2 separate regions of the Oryctolagus cuniculus genome follow, and region 2 is linked to region 1. The links are chromatin contacts, called in public Hi-C maps. All regions are on one chromosome and are shown on one strand. The core of a region is the stretch at or near the end of the contact, and the rest is flanking DNA. Distances in the headings are between cores, read along the strand shown. Region 1 overlaps FNDC3B (fibronectin type III domain containing 3B). Region 2 overlaps PLD1 (phospholipase D1).

The links. Hi-C and Micro-C count contacts between places; a contact is called where the count stands out from the background.
Region 2: a Hi-C map of an unstated tissue shows a contact between it and region 1, with 2.9 times the contacts expected there. The contact joins two enhancer-like sites. A contact is called at or near these places in 3 of 6 Hi-C or Micro-C datasets (ear pinna, psoas muscle and an unstated tissue).

What each region holds. Positions count from the first base shown.
Region 1 is chr4:107,897,062-107,903,601 of mOryCun1.1, reverse strand. FNDC3B (fibronectin type III domain containing 3B) reads left to right here. Exons shown (of 25, transcript XM_070072505.1): 15 at 1,020-1,091; 16 at 3,695-3,813; 17 at 5,390-5,495; 18 at 6,421-6,540. Among named protein-coding and RNA genes, the nearest start is that of GHSR, 110 kb to the right of the region's middle. Within about 2 kb of position 3,916, at least 1 of the 8 cell types and tissues checked has an H3K27ac peak or open chromatin away from gene starts, as enhancers often do.
Region 2 is chr4:108,641,263-108,648,290 of mOryCun1.1, reverse strand. PLD1 (phospholipase D1) reads right to left here. Exons shown (of 29, transcript XR_011388052.1): 23 at 304-417. Among named protein-coding and RNA genes, the nearest start is that of TNIK, 200 kb to the left of the region's middle. Within about 2 kb of position 1,905, at least 2 of the 8 cell types and tissues checked have an H3K27ac peak or open chromatin away from gene starts, as enhancers often do.

The DNA of each region.
Region 1 (6,540 bases), core at 2,667-5,166:
CTGCTATGGCCCGGGAGTGCAGTGGAGGATGGCCCAAGTCCTTGGGCCCTGCACCCACATGGGAGACCAGGAGAAACACCTGGCTCCTGCCTTCGGATCAGCGCGATGCGCCGGCCGCGGCAGCCATTGGAGGGTGAACCAACTTGGCAAAGGAAGACCTTTCTCTCTGTCGCTCTCTCTCACTGTCCACTCTGCCTGTCAAAAAAAAAAAAGAAAGAAAGAAAAAGAAAAATCTCTTTTGTGTCCGAGAATATAGAGGGAGCGGAGAGGCAGTAGAGGTAAATTCTCCGTCCTTTCACAAAATTACACTGCAAGCTGTTTTTCGGTTCTGACAGCAAAGCTCCTGGGGGCAAAGGGTCACTGGTGGAATGTGTGGGGGAGGTGCCGTGGGTCTCCTGGACTCACCTGGCACCTTCCGCTGACTGCTTCCTGCACCAGTTCCCATCCAGCCACGCCTGCTTTTGTACCGTCCTCAATCAGAGCAGCTATCGGGATGGAAGGAGTGGAGTAATTCCATTGCCATGTCTTATCTATTTTGTCAATGAGCATATGCTCTCTCTCCTTCCCTTTCTTCGTCTCTCAAAAAGAATCTGGTTACTGATAAAATATGTGAAATTTTAAAAGAGTAAAATAATAGAAAAAGAAACACGAAATTTCCTTGGACATGAAAACCACCAAATATTAAAGGGCTGCCTTCAGAATTCTCACAGGAATTCCATTAACATAAGTCTTATAGGAAAATCAATTCCTGTTTTGAGTTGCATTCATGTTTCACTAAATAAATGCTAACTCTGTGACATTTCTAGCTCTGAGGACGTTGAATAATCTGTTAGTATTTGGGGTTTCCTGATTTGTTTGCTTTTCAAGAAAGGACTGCTGTGAATTCAGTTAATTATCATGCCTTTTGGGCAAGTTCAGATTTAAGACAGGAAAATGTATGGTTTTACATGTTCCAGTAATACTTGCCAATAAAGGTCAATGCCCTGTCATTACTAACAAGACATTTGCTTACTTTCCAGAGCCTCCAAAGGACACTGGTGGTTCAGAAATTCTCAAGTACTTGCTGGAGATCACTGATGGAAACCCTGAAGGTAAACTTTTTGGCTGTTGTCTTACACAAACCCAGTAGCCAGCTCTGTTTTCTAATACAGAAAACATCTGTGTAGTGATAGAAGGCAGTCATTAATTCTAACAACAAGGCTATTGGAATAAACTTCAATCATATATTAATAGTTTTTCTCCTTGAAACACAATACCAGAAATCAGACAGTCTGCATGAAAAACATATTTTTGGCATTTTGAAAATTTCTCATGTTGTTTTTTTAGAACCACAGTTCCAGGTTTATAGAATAAATTTATTGTATTCCTGGAACTTGCCACACTATTTTCTGGAAATTCTTAAAGAGCATAGAAAGTATCAGAAGCAAGCAACCAGAAAGATAAGTCATGGGCAGTACAGGGGTTCAGTAATGTACAAACAATATGTAGTGCTATGGGCTAGTGACAGGTGTACTGCTTATAAAACGTTTCAAGTACCTCTCCATGCCATTGTGATTTATAGTCAGAAATTGTTCTTCAAGAATAGTGTCTTTTCAAAAACTCTCGGGTTTTTGCTTCTAATAGAATGTGCCAGACTTTAACAGCCAACAGTAAAGTAGGAAGAACTTAGATGGCATTTAACCTCAGCAGTGCACTCATCCCTGTAACTGCCAGTTTTTAAAAAGTGGTGCACGCGTTCGGCAAAGCAAGCAGTTCCAGTGACGTTACAAGCAAGTGTGCCCACTCCACACTTGCCCCTGCTTCTCTACCATGGCAGCCAGGTGGAGTTTCTTCGGTTTTGAAACCCACGGGTCCTATTTTAAGCAGAAAACGTGAGACTTCTTTGAGATGGGCCCAGATGTTCTTAACCTGAAATCATATCCCATGCTAAAAATAGGACTTAGCTTTGTACATGAGAAAGCCTGCCTGGGAGAAAAGCCACATGTGTGCCAACAGCTCTGCGTGCCTTCCCACGGCAGGTGCCATTCTGCCCTCAGCGTTAGCGGCTTCGCCAGCGCGCAGGTGCGTGACTGCTTCAGACTTCACAGTCACCCTCGCCCTCACTTGCCTTTTCGGTACAGGCTTTCTTACCTGAACCAGCGGAATAATGGTCTTCAGTGTTCTCCATTCTTGTATGGCCCTGGCGCGTGTGACTTTATCCTACTTCCAACCTAATAAGCAGCTCAGGGAATTTGTGAAAGTCACTCTGGTCGAATATGAATGGATAGAGTGAAAGCATTTTTTCCTAAACCAGCGTCATGGAGTAAAAGGCGTTAGTAAAGTAGCTAGCTAGCTGGGGGGGGCCGGCACCGTGGTTCACTTGGTTGGTCCTCTGCCTGTGGCGCCGGCATCCCGTGTGGGTGGCGGGTTCTGGTCCCGGTTGCTCCTCTTTCGGTCCGACTCTCTGCTGTGGCCGGGGGTTGGGGGGCAGAGGGGGGTGGAGGTGGCCCAGGTGCTTGGGCCCCGGTGCCCGTGTGTGGGGCCGGGGGGGGCGCCTGGCTCCTGGCTTTGGATTGGCGCAGCTCCGGCCGCCGGCCGTTTTGGGGGTGCGCCAGCAGAGGGGGCACCTTTCTTTCTGTCTCTCTCTCTAACTCTGCCTGTCTAATAAAAAAGAAAAAAAAGGTAGCTAGCTGGAAACATGGCTCCCAGGGGAGCAAATCACAGAGGCCTGGGGGAGCCCCCAGGACCCCCCTGCTTCCTGTGGTACTCTCGTCCACCATGTGGCTGCTCTGGCCACCCACTGTGTTTGCTCCTGAGGAGCAGATGTAACTTGGGTCACCCAGGTGTCTTGTCTTTCTCGTTCAGCCTCCTGAGCACTTTGTCTTGTACGTGGGGCTCTGAAGAGTGCAGGCCTTTCCCTAGCCTATGGCCTCGGTCAGTGACAGGAGGACTGCCCTCGCTGTGGACCCCAGAGAGGAGCAGGGAGATGCCTCAGCACCCGCTCTTGCCAGAGGCTCAGAGCTAAGCAGGCGGCCGCCTCCCCAGCTGACCCCAGGACCTCCCACAGCCACCAACATGTTGGAGCTTGTGTGACAATGCCCTCTCACCACACCTCTTGTGCCAGCTACAGACCTGCGTGGCTTCCCATGTCCATACCCTTAGTCAACACACGTAGTAATATGTAAGCCAATGGCACCAAGTAGTGAATATGAATCCATAGTTTTTTTAGTATTTAACTTTGTAAAGGAAATGGAAAGAGAGCCTGGCTGCTGTTTTAGAAAGAATAGATGGGCCGGCGCCGCGGCTCACTAAGCTAATCCTCCGCCTTGTGGCGCCAGCACACCGGGTTCTAGTCCCGGTCGGGGCGCCGGGTTCTGCTGTGGCCCGGGAGTGCAGTGGAGGATGGCCCAAGTCCTTGGGCCCTGCACCCCATGGGAGACCAGGATAAGTACCTGGCTCCTGCCATCGGATCAGCGCAATGCGCCGGCCGCAGTGCGCCAACCACGGCGGCCATTGGAGGGTGAACCAATGGCAAAAGGAAGACCTTTCTCTCTGTCTCTCTCTCACTGTCCACTCTGCCTGTCAAAAAAGAAAGAAAGAAAGAATAGATGTCGGTTTCCCTGGAAACCACCTGGCACCTCTTGTCATCCATGACAGTCAACCCAACGAAATGTTTTCAGAAAGCATACACTTACATTTGAGTCTCCTTTCACAGCGAATCAGTGGGAAGTGGCGTACAGCGGATCAGCTACCGAGTACACCTTCACCCACCTGAAGCCAGGCACTTTGTACAAGCTCCGAGCATGCTGCATCAGCACCGGGGGACACAGCCAGGTCAGTTCCCTGCCGGCAGCCCCATTCTCACACACTGTCTGGGATGGCAGAGTACAATTGCAGTGGAGCGGTGTACCTGATGGCACCACCTGCCCAGGTACCGCCCCAGGAAAGGAGAAACAGGGCTGTCCACGTAGTGTCTCAGAGAGCAGGAACAGCCCGCTCTGGTGGGTTTGTCAGTTGTTTTTCAGAAGACATTGGCCTAATTGCAGGTGACGGTTGCAAACTGTCTAGAATTTGTGTTAGTTAAATGGGGAGTGCCTCAGTTATTAATTAAATGGGGATGCCTCAGTTATTCCAGTGATAACAGAAGTATAGAAATCAGAGCAAGAAAGAGGAGCCCTCCCACACATCTCTGCTGTTACTTCTGTCAGCCATGGGTGAATTTCAGACGTGTGTTCCTTAAAGCACTTCACTGCCCTCTGCTGGAAAACTGTTGTAAAAGCCAAATAAGTCTGATGACAGTTAACAGGCTGTTGTGCAGTGCCCAGCACACACATCTGTAGGCAGCAGTCGTTCTCCTGTTGTCTGCCAGCCACTTACCATGTCAGGAGGCAGCTCCAACCACATGGTGTTTTCATAGATTCAGAATAGCCTAACAAATGTGCATGAAGTGTCCTAGAAATGAGAAAATTGTCTATGTGATTTTAACTTAGATTCAGAAAAGTGGATAAGAGGCAACGTTGTTTTCACTGTAGAGATCTTTAACATTATGGCTTGAAACCATTGAAAGAGAGAGAGAGATTGAGTCTGGTTGAGCAGCATGGCTCTGCCTTGCTTTCTCTTCTCTCAAGCCAGAGGATCAACCTCTACACCCTCAGCCCTACACAACCAGATCCTACTTGTTAACAAAACCTGCTGGTTAATATCAGACGCTGTTGATTAATGTTGACTATTTGCTTTTCTGCTCTATGTGAATAGTTGGCCAATTATGGCACCATTTTAAAATTTCATCCAGCCATTATTTTGTGTTTTCTTCTGTCTCATGAAGAGTCTTTCTCAGTCGGCTTACAGGAGAATAATCGTGTGCTTTGGATGTGCAGCACTCACACTTTATAACCTGACTTCGGAAGGAATCACTTCTGTTTTTAACCAGGGCTATATGCAGTCTATGTCCGCACTTAAAACACACAGGCACACTTGTATGAAGATAATATTTGTGTAAAAAGATAGGATAATCGGGTGGGCATTTAGCCTAGTAGTTAAATACATCCATGTCTCTTATCAGGGTACCTGGGTTCAACATCTGGGCTCCAGCTCCCGGGTCCAGCTTCCTACCCATGTCGAGGCAGCCGTGATGCTTCAAGTGTTTAAGTTCCTGCTGCCCACGTGGGTGACCTGGATTGTGATCCTGGCTCCTGGCTTTGGTCTGGCCCAGTCCTGGCTATTGTGGGCATTTGGGAAACAAACCAGCAGATAGAAGCACTCCCTCTTGCTTTCTCTCCCTCTCTCTCTCTGCCTCTCAAAAGGAAAAACAAGACATAGTACAGTTACGGGGGGGATTTGCCGGCTGGTGTAGAGATGTGATGAATTCATAGTAGCTAAGAGCTGATTGTCTCTGGTGTTCCTCCTGCAGTGTTCCGAAAGCCTCCCCGTTCGCACACTAAGCATCGCACCAGGTCAGTGTCGGCCGCCGAGGGTTCTGGGTAGACCAAAGCACAAAGAAGTCCACTTAGAGTGGGGTGAGTGAGCAAATCTTCATGTTACCATTGATAATTTGAACTATTGGAGACTAAGGCATAAGGCTTTGTAATTAAGTTTCAAAGCTTCCTTCTGAAAACCTTTTTTTTTTCCCTCCGCTGGCGATCGCCCTATTGTCGCTGGCCTGTGTGACTTGGGCTTGCGTCCCCAGACAGCCGCAGCGCTGTCACTCATCCTACTCTTCCTGATGACGCTGCTCTTGCTGCTCCTCCTCTGCCCTTCCCTGGGCACTTTTCTAGGGACAGTTTCAGCAAAGCCCATCTTTTGCAGGGATTTTGCAACTTTATTCGTAAAGAAAAATAGTGCTTAATTTAGAGATTAAACCAAGAATTGGTTCAGATTCCTCCTCCTCTTTGTCTGTGACCTACCCCCCTCCCCCCCATTGCTGCTCTGTGGGTCCTGGTGTTTTCACATTGACTTAAGCCATGTTAGCATCTCCTGTTATGTCAGCAGTTTAGATGCTATACAATTGCAAGTATAAATGTGCAGGATTCTAGCAGACTGCCTTTTCTCACCATTTATATCTAAAGTAGAATAAAATATTGTGCCAGTGTTGAGTCCTGTATCCTGATTTAGCGTCACCCTTGGTTTCAGGCTAAAGAGATTTTTTTCCTTTACTTTCCTTTAGAGTGTGAAGAAATTTGCCTGATGCTTTTGTTATTTTGGAATTACTTGTATTAATGTGATGCACTATATACTGAAACACACTTGTTTTGCAAAGTATGGATGACGTCATTCAGGAACTTTCTTGTTTTTGGATGGGCGGGGGAAAGGTTCTTTTGTAAGGCAGACAGTAAAGACAGCTCCCCTGCATGGTATTGTGCGAAACCTGTGGAAAATCGGGCGTGATTGGCTGTCCTGGAAGCACAGACGTGCTCTAAGAGAGAAGAACTTCTTGGTTTCCAGATGTTCCTGCATCTGAAAGTGGCTGTGAGGTCTCCGAGTACAGTGTGGAGATGACGGAGCCCGAGGCTGTAGCCTCGGAGGTGTACCACGGGCCTGAACTCGAGTGCACTGTTGGCAACC
Region 2 (7,028 bases), core at 656-3,155, 750 kb before region 1:
ATGGCTTAAGGATAAGTTATTATTTTATATGGACAGACAGATTGATAGGCAATGCATTTAAGAGACAGATGAATATTTTTGGTCTTTTATACTTGGCTTGTGGCCTAAGTCCACCAGTCATGATTCCTGGCTCCATCTGAATTTTATCAACTAGTAAAGAGGCTATAATTTAAAAGTAAAATGAACAGATGTCCATTTGTTCAACGCTCCATGGAATGGATGTGGAGACACACTGCCATTCCCCTCACCAGCTCCCGTGCACAGCTCATTGGAAGCCCTAACAGACAACTGAGACTTTGGCACCTGTAGTTGAAGTGCATTATGGCCTGCAGAGCATTTCCTCCGCCAGTGGAGATGTCTCCTTCAAATCCTGGCAGAAGTGGTATCACAACATACACCCGGTACCTCCGGTTCTCCCTGCAAAAGTCAGACGCAAAGACATTCACCACAAATAGATCCAATATCAGCTGAAAAAATGACAGTCGAGCAGCTCACAAGGTTTTAGAGATTGAGTGAGTGGTTTCCCATGATATATTCTATCACGTTTCAGGGCTTGGGGGTGTTGCCGAATTGGAGGCCAGACTGTGTCACCCAGACTGTCAAAGCACAACCTGATCACTCATCTGAACTTGGCAGGAAGGTGGGAACGGTACTCACTATCTCTACAGCATAATCCTTTGTTTGAAAAAAGCCTTGCCTGGATGCCATGGAAGTGGGGAGGGAAAATGGATTATAACAAAGTTAGGAAAAGATGTTATAGTATTAGTTATGTGTATAACACGCTATAACCACAGTACCTCACTTAAAAGGTAACAAATAGGCACTGAGTTCACAACTGATGGGTAACACAGTCTAGATCTCAGAGACACAAAGATACAGTGGACAGTGCGCTTTCCAATATAGACGTCTAATATTATTGCTTAGAAACTGTGAGATCTCCTTCAAAATGTTACCCTGGGTCTTTTATGAATTCCGGGTGACTGATATTTATTTTTAAATCTCCTGAGCATTTAACACAGTATTTCTCTGCCAACCTTCCCAACTGGTTAATGACAACCTTCTAAGGAAAAGGAATTTTACTTAATGATATTACCACAAAAATAAAGAAAGCATAGTTTCCAATATTGACTGCACACCTAAAGTCAGACCTTTGGAGACATGTGTCTAAATAGGCGGTACTTATTTGGAATGAAAACTGCTAAAGTCTTTGTCTCCATTTACACAATATACAGGATATACAGGAAGAAGACAAAGCCTGGGAATGACGGTGGTATCTACTGCAGTCAACCAGTCTCACTAGTAAATCAGAGGTCGAGAGTCACACGAAGATATTGCTACTGGTTACTCATCCAGTCTGGTTCTTCTTGAAATTTTCATAAGACTTAATTTCGAAAACTCATTTTTTCTTTCATGTGATTATCATTAGTACTCTCTGAGGGATCAGATTTCATTACTCATGTCTCTGAACGTCAACGTACAGAATCCAGACATATGGCAAGCGAAGCTCAGGGCAGAAGGGACTGCCAACAGAATGGAATTTGAAGGCCTGTGAGCTTGGCTCGGCACTGAGAAGCAAAGCCTAAGTAGGTTGTTGTAATGGCACGGATTAATCACTAGATGGCAAACACAGTTTGAGTTGGAAAGAAAACAAAAAAAATGTAAACTTGTTCAAGTTCTCTGCTTGATAAGGGTGGAAGGCTCATATCCCTAAATGGTAAACAGGCTGTTGGAAACGAATGGAAAGAATATCTAAGCTACTCCCCCACAGCCAGAATTCAGAAGGTCTAATGAATTATATCACACACTCAACAACGGACGCCATTTAGCTTCAACTGCCTCTACAGACTCTTCTTCCACTAGGATCCTCCGGAGCCCCTTCCCCGTGACTGGAGGCGACTGCCCTTAGCAAGGAAGCTCGGCTCATCCGTTCTCAGCCTCTAAGGAATCCTACTTCTTCCTGAAAGGGGACTTCCTCTGTCAAACCATCCCGGATCTTCCTATCAAAATCAGGTTACTGCTGCCTGTGCACCCCCAAGGCCCATGGCTGCACCTCTGCTCAGCCCCCTTCCTGCTTTCCTCAATTGCTGACACACACAGCTGCTGCCTAGGCTGGGTACAAAGCTCCTTTGAAACACGGGCCACATAGGCTGTGTGCAAAGCTCCTTTGAAACATGGGCCGCATGCCTACATATCTTTCTATTTTTGGCAGTGCCTAATATGGGACCCTTGCACACAGGACGCACTCAGTGTTAGGTGCTCAGGGAGAACGGGATCCGGCAGGAAGAATGCTCCCTTCTGGGGAAGCCTCTGGAGGGAAGAGGTTAAGCTGCACAAGACTCTTTGCTTTAAATTCAATTTTGTTGATTCTTTCAGTGGTGAAATAAATGTATATAAAATTAGTATTTTCATAGCTTTTAAGTGTACCTTTATGTGGCATTAATTATACTCACAATGTTGGGCAACCATCTCAACTATATTTCTTAAATTTTTTCTTCATCCCAACCAGAAACTCCAGGACTACCAAGTGATAATGACCCTATTTCCCCTCACAGCAGGCACTGGTAACCTCTAGTCTACTTCCTGTTCTAGACCTTGCATGTAAGCAGAATCCTACGGTATCTGTCCTTTTGTTTGTCTCTTATTTCACTTAGCACGACACCTTCAAGGTTCATCCATGTTGTAGCATGTGTTAGAATTCTCTTCCTTGGGCCGGCGCCGCGGCTCACTAGGCTAATCCTCCGCCTAGCGGCGCCGGCACACCGGGTTCTAGTCCCGGTCGGGGCGCCGGATTCTGTCCCGGTTGCCCCTCTTCCAGGCCAGCCCTCTGCTGTGGCCAGGGAGTGCAGTGGAGGATGGCCCAGGTGCTTGGGCCCTGCACCCCATGGGAGACCAGGAAAAGCACCTGGCTCCTGGCTCCTGCCATCGGATCAGCGCGGTGCGCCGGCCACAGCGCGCCGGCCGCGGCGGCCATTGGAGGGTGAACCAACGGCAAAAGGAAGACCTTTCTCTCTGTCTCTCTCTCTCACTGTCCACTCTGCCTGTCAAAAAAATAAAAAAAAAATAAAAAAAAATAAAAAAAAAAAGAATTCTCTTCCTTATCATGGTTTATAGACATTCCATGGTAGGTATATATCACATTCCCTCTTGGGTGGGCACTTGGGTTGTTCCCACCTTCTGGCAACTGTGAATAATACTGTCATCCGCTGTCTGTCTGAGTCCCTGGTTTCAGTTATTCTACTCAGGACTGGGATTGCTGTGTCACATGGTCATTCTAGGTTTAGCATTTGGAGGAACCACCAAATCAACTACACGTTCTGACAGGTAACATACACCCTTAGTACAAAGTTTAAGAGGCAAAAGACGCTAACTCAGAGAGTGGTAAAAGACCCTCCTTCACTCCGCTGTTCCCAGGCCCTGTTCTCCATCCCCAAGGCCAAGCCCGTTCCCAGTTTTATCCAGGTTCCTTTACAAATAGCCTGTGAATTTATAAGCATATATATGTGTCTTTTCCTTCTACACAATGTTAGAATCTACAAATACTTTTTTGAATGCTATTTTTTATCTTTTTTTTTTTTTTGCTATTTTTTATCTTAACAGTAAATCCTGGAAATCCTTTCACATCAGAACATAAAGAGTGACTCATTTTTTAACAACAGGGACACAGCATTCTATCATGGATCTGTATCTTCACATGTAAACAAGCTCTTTGGGACAGGCACTGTGGCTCAGTGAGTTAAGTACCACTTGTGATGCCAACACCCCATAACAGAGTGCCAGTTAAGACTCGCAGCTCCTCCGCTTCTGATGCCACATTCTGCTAACGTGCCTGGAAAGGCAGCAGATGGTAGTACCCCTGTCACCCACGTGGAAGGCCAGGATGGCTTTGGCCTGGTCCAGATTTGGTGGTTGGGGCCATCTGGGGAGTGAACCAGTGAATGGAAGATTCTTATTCCCTCCCTGTTTCTCTCTCTCTCTCTCTGTCTCTCTCTGTGTGTGTGTGTGTATACCTCTGTGCCACTCTGCATTTCAAATACACCTTAAAATATTAACCACATCTTTACTGAAAGGCATGTAAGTTATTTCTAGACTTTTTGCTATTCAAAATAAAATATTATGATATTTATGCTTATCCACCTAAGTCATTTTTCAGATATGTTGGCAAACTCTTGAAAGTGAAATTGCTCACTCTGGACACCAAACCTTTGTATACTGTTTGTAAGAGAAGGTTCATTTTATCCTTGTGTGTTTTGAAAGCAAAAATGACTTCAAAATGCCAATCTCTTATGTAGGACATTAATAAATGTCCTATAAACAGTATAATGCATTCTTGCAAATTCTGGTTTGCAGAATCCAGAATATTCACATTTTTGATGCCTTAAAGACTCTCTCAGCTTCATACCAAAGCCTTTGCTATGTTACAATGCAGCAGTTTTTCAATATCCTGAATGATGGACATTTTAAACCATGTACAGCAAACTGGCAGAAATGACTTACATTTCCACTGCTGTGCAAAAACAGGTTCTGGAATTTCAAACCATAAATTGCAGTTGAATGTCAGCCAATGAAGAGACAATTCTGTGGCAGTGTGTTCCATCTGCCTCCTTGATCAAATCCACAAAGACATCAGTTCTCAGCCACTGAGGATTCTTTTTTTTTTTTTTTTTTTTTTTTTTTTTTTTTTTTTGACAGGCAGAGTGGACAGTGAGAGAGAGAGACAGAGAGAAAGGTCTTCCTTTGCCGTTGGTTCACCCTCCAATGGCCGCCGCGGCCGGCGCGCTGCGGCCGGCGCACCGCGCTGATCCGATGGCAGGAGCCAGGAGCCAGGTGCTTTTCCTGGTCTCCCATGGGGTGCAGGGCCCAAGCACCTGGGCCATCCTCCACTGCACTCCCGGGCCACAGCAGAGGGCTGGCCTGGAAGAGGGGCAACCGGGACAGAATCCGGCGCCCCGACTGGGACTAGAACCCGGTGTGCCGGCGCCGCTAGGCGGAGGATTAGCCTAGTGAACCGCGGCGCCGGCTTGAGGATTCTAATCCCCTTCTCCCACACTGCATTCTCACATCACTAGAGTTGTGCAAATGATAGCAATCCTCTTGGGGCGAGAACCCGAGTCCCACAAGTGCAAAATTGTTTACGGTCTTCAAAGCAAGACAAGAAGTGGTGGGCACCAAGCCACGTAACTACTGATCAAGCAGGTAATTGCTTTATCCACCGCAGCCCAGAACCATTTTATAAAACTGCATTCTCAGGCCTCTTGTTAAAATGTTTTCCTTTCAAAATTCATTGAATCTTATGACAGTAATAAGTGAGATAGCTAAAAACTGGAAAAAATGTCCAACAACCGAGGAATGGCTAACAGCATTGTATGCTACAGCCACTTAATGGGATGATCATTGTTCAGCCACTAAAAAGGATAATTGTGATGGCTTAGAAACAAAAATGCTGTGGTCCCATGTTAAACTGGCCCCAGTACAAAGTTATAATTTTAAAAGAATAGAAATGCTGCAGGCTGGTTCTATGAAACACTCAGGTGATTTACCCCTCCCATGTGTTAAGGTCCTCTGCCCTGTGCCTGAAGATACAAAGCAGGCATTGACCCCAGGGTGGGAAGCAGGGCACATAGATGTCCCCTTCTTAGATGTGACCAAGTGGAGATTCTCTGACCTGAGGCAGTCGTGCAAAAGCATCAAAGTAAGATTCAAGGCAGGGATTGTATCCATCAACCTCAAGCTGGATTCCAGGGAAAACAGCATAAACTCCAACCCCTTTTAAATGTGAGGCTGTGAGAGCTGTGAGGATGTGAGGCTTGCTCCCCTGTGAACCCCAGAGAAACGTGGAAAGTGCGACCACCAGCCCAGGGGATGTGACAGCACACAGGAGATATAGCAGAAAGGCAGCTGTGGAAGAAGCAGGCAGAAGCCCCTAAGTTACATTAAAGTAGATGCCAAACCAGGCCTGGGAGAGCAATACTAAGATCTGCAAGCCCCTTCCCAAAGCCCCAGTGCCCCTTAGAACCTATATCACAGATGGGGATGTGGGGACAAAGGGTGGCAGTGGTAGCACCCTGATACAGAACAAAAAGTATGAGAAAGTAATGGATCGGGCTATATTTATCAGAAAGTGCCTAACTAAATTTATCCTTATTGGGTGGAAATGGGATGTGAGCTAGCAATTAGTAGGTTACAGGAAAAGAAAACAAGTTACAATGCAGCAGAAAAGAGAAATAGAAATGCCAGAATGGTGGTACAGTGGAGTAAGCCAGCATCACACACTGGAGCACTGGCTGGAGTCCCAGCTGCTCCACTTCAGATCCAGCTCCCTGCTAATGAACCTGGGAAGGCAGGGGAGGATGGCTCAAGTGCTTGGGCCCCTGCCACGCAGGTAGGAGACCTGGATAGAGTTCCTGGCAAAGCTCTAGCTGCTGCAGCCCCTTGGGGAGTAGATGTAAGATCTCTCTCTCACTCTGCCTTTCAAATAAATTAATTCAAAGATACACTAACATGGGGAAAAACAGACATATAAAAATAAAAAGTGAATTTTTCAGAGTGGTAAGTATGGAATTTCAAAATGAATATTTTTAAGTTTTCTGAGTGCTGTAATGTTGCTTGTACCTTTAAAAGCAGGATACCAGGGTGGGATTTTGACACAGTAGTTAAAATGCCACTTGGGATGCCTGCATCCAACACTGAAATGCCTGGGTGTGAGTCCCACCTTTGCTTCCAAATCCAGCTTCCTGCTGAAGCAGACCCTGGGAGGCAGCAGGCAATGGTGGTTCAACTAGTTGAGTCCCTGACACCCACGTGGGTGACCCAGATTGAGTTCAAGGCTCCTGGTTTCAGTCTTGCCCAGTCCTGGCTACTGGGAGCAATCAACCTATGGGTGGAAGATCTCTGTTTCCACTATCCTTAAATAAAAGTAAATAATACATTAATTAAAAACCTTTGGTAGCAGTTTATGATTACTATCTAATAAATTATCAAAAAAAAAAAAAAAAAGAGAAAAGAAGAAGAAGAAGAAGAAGAAGAGCCAC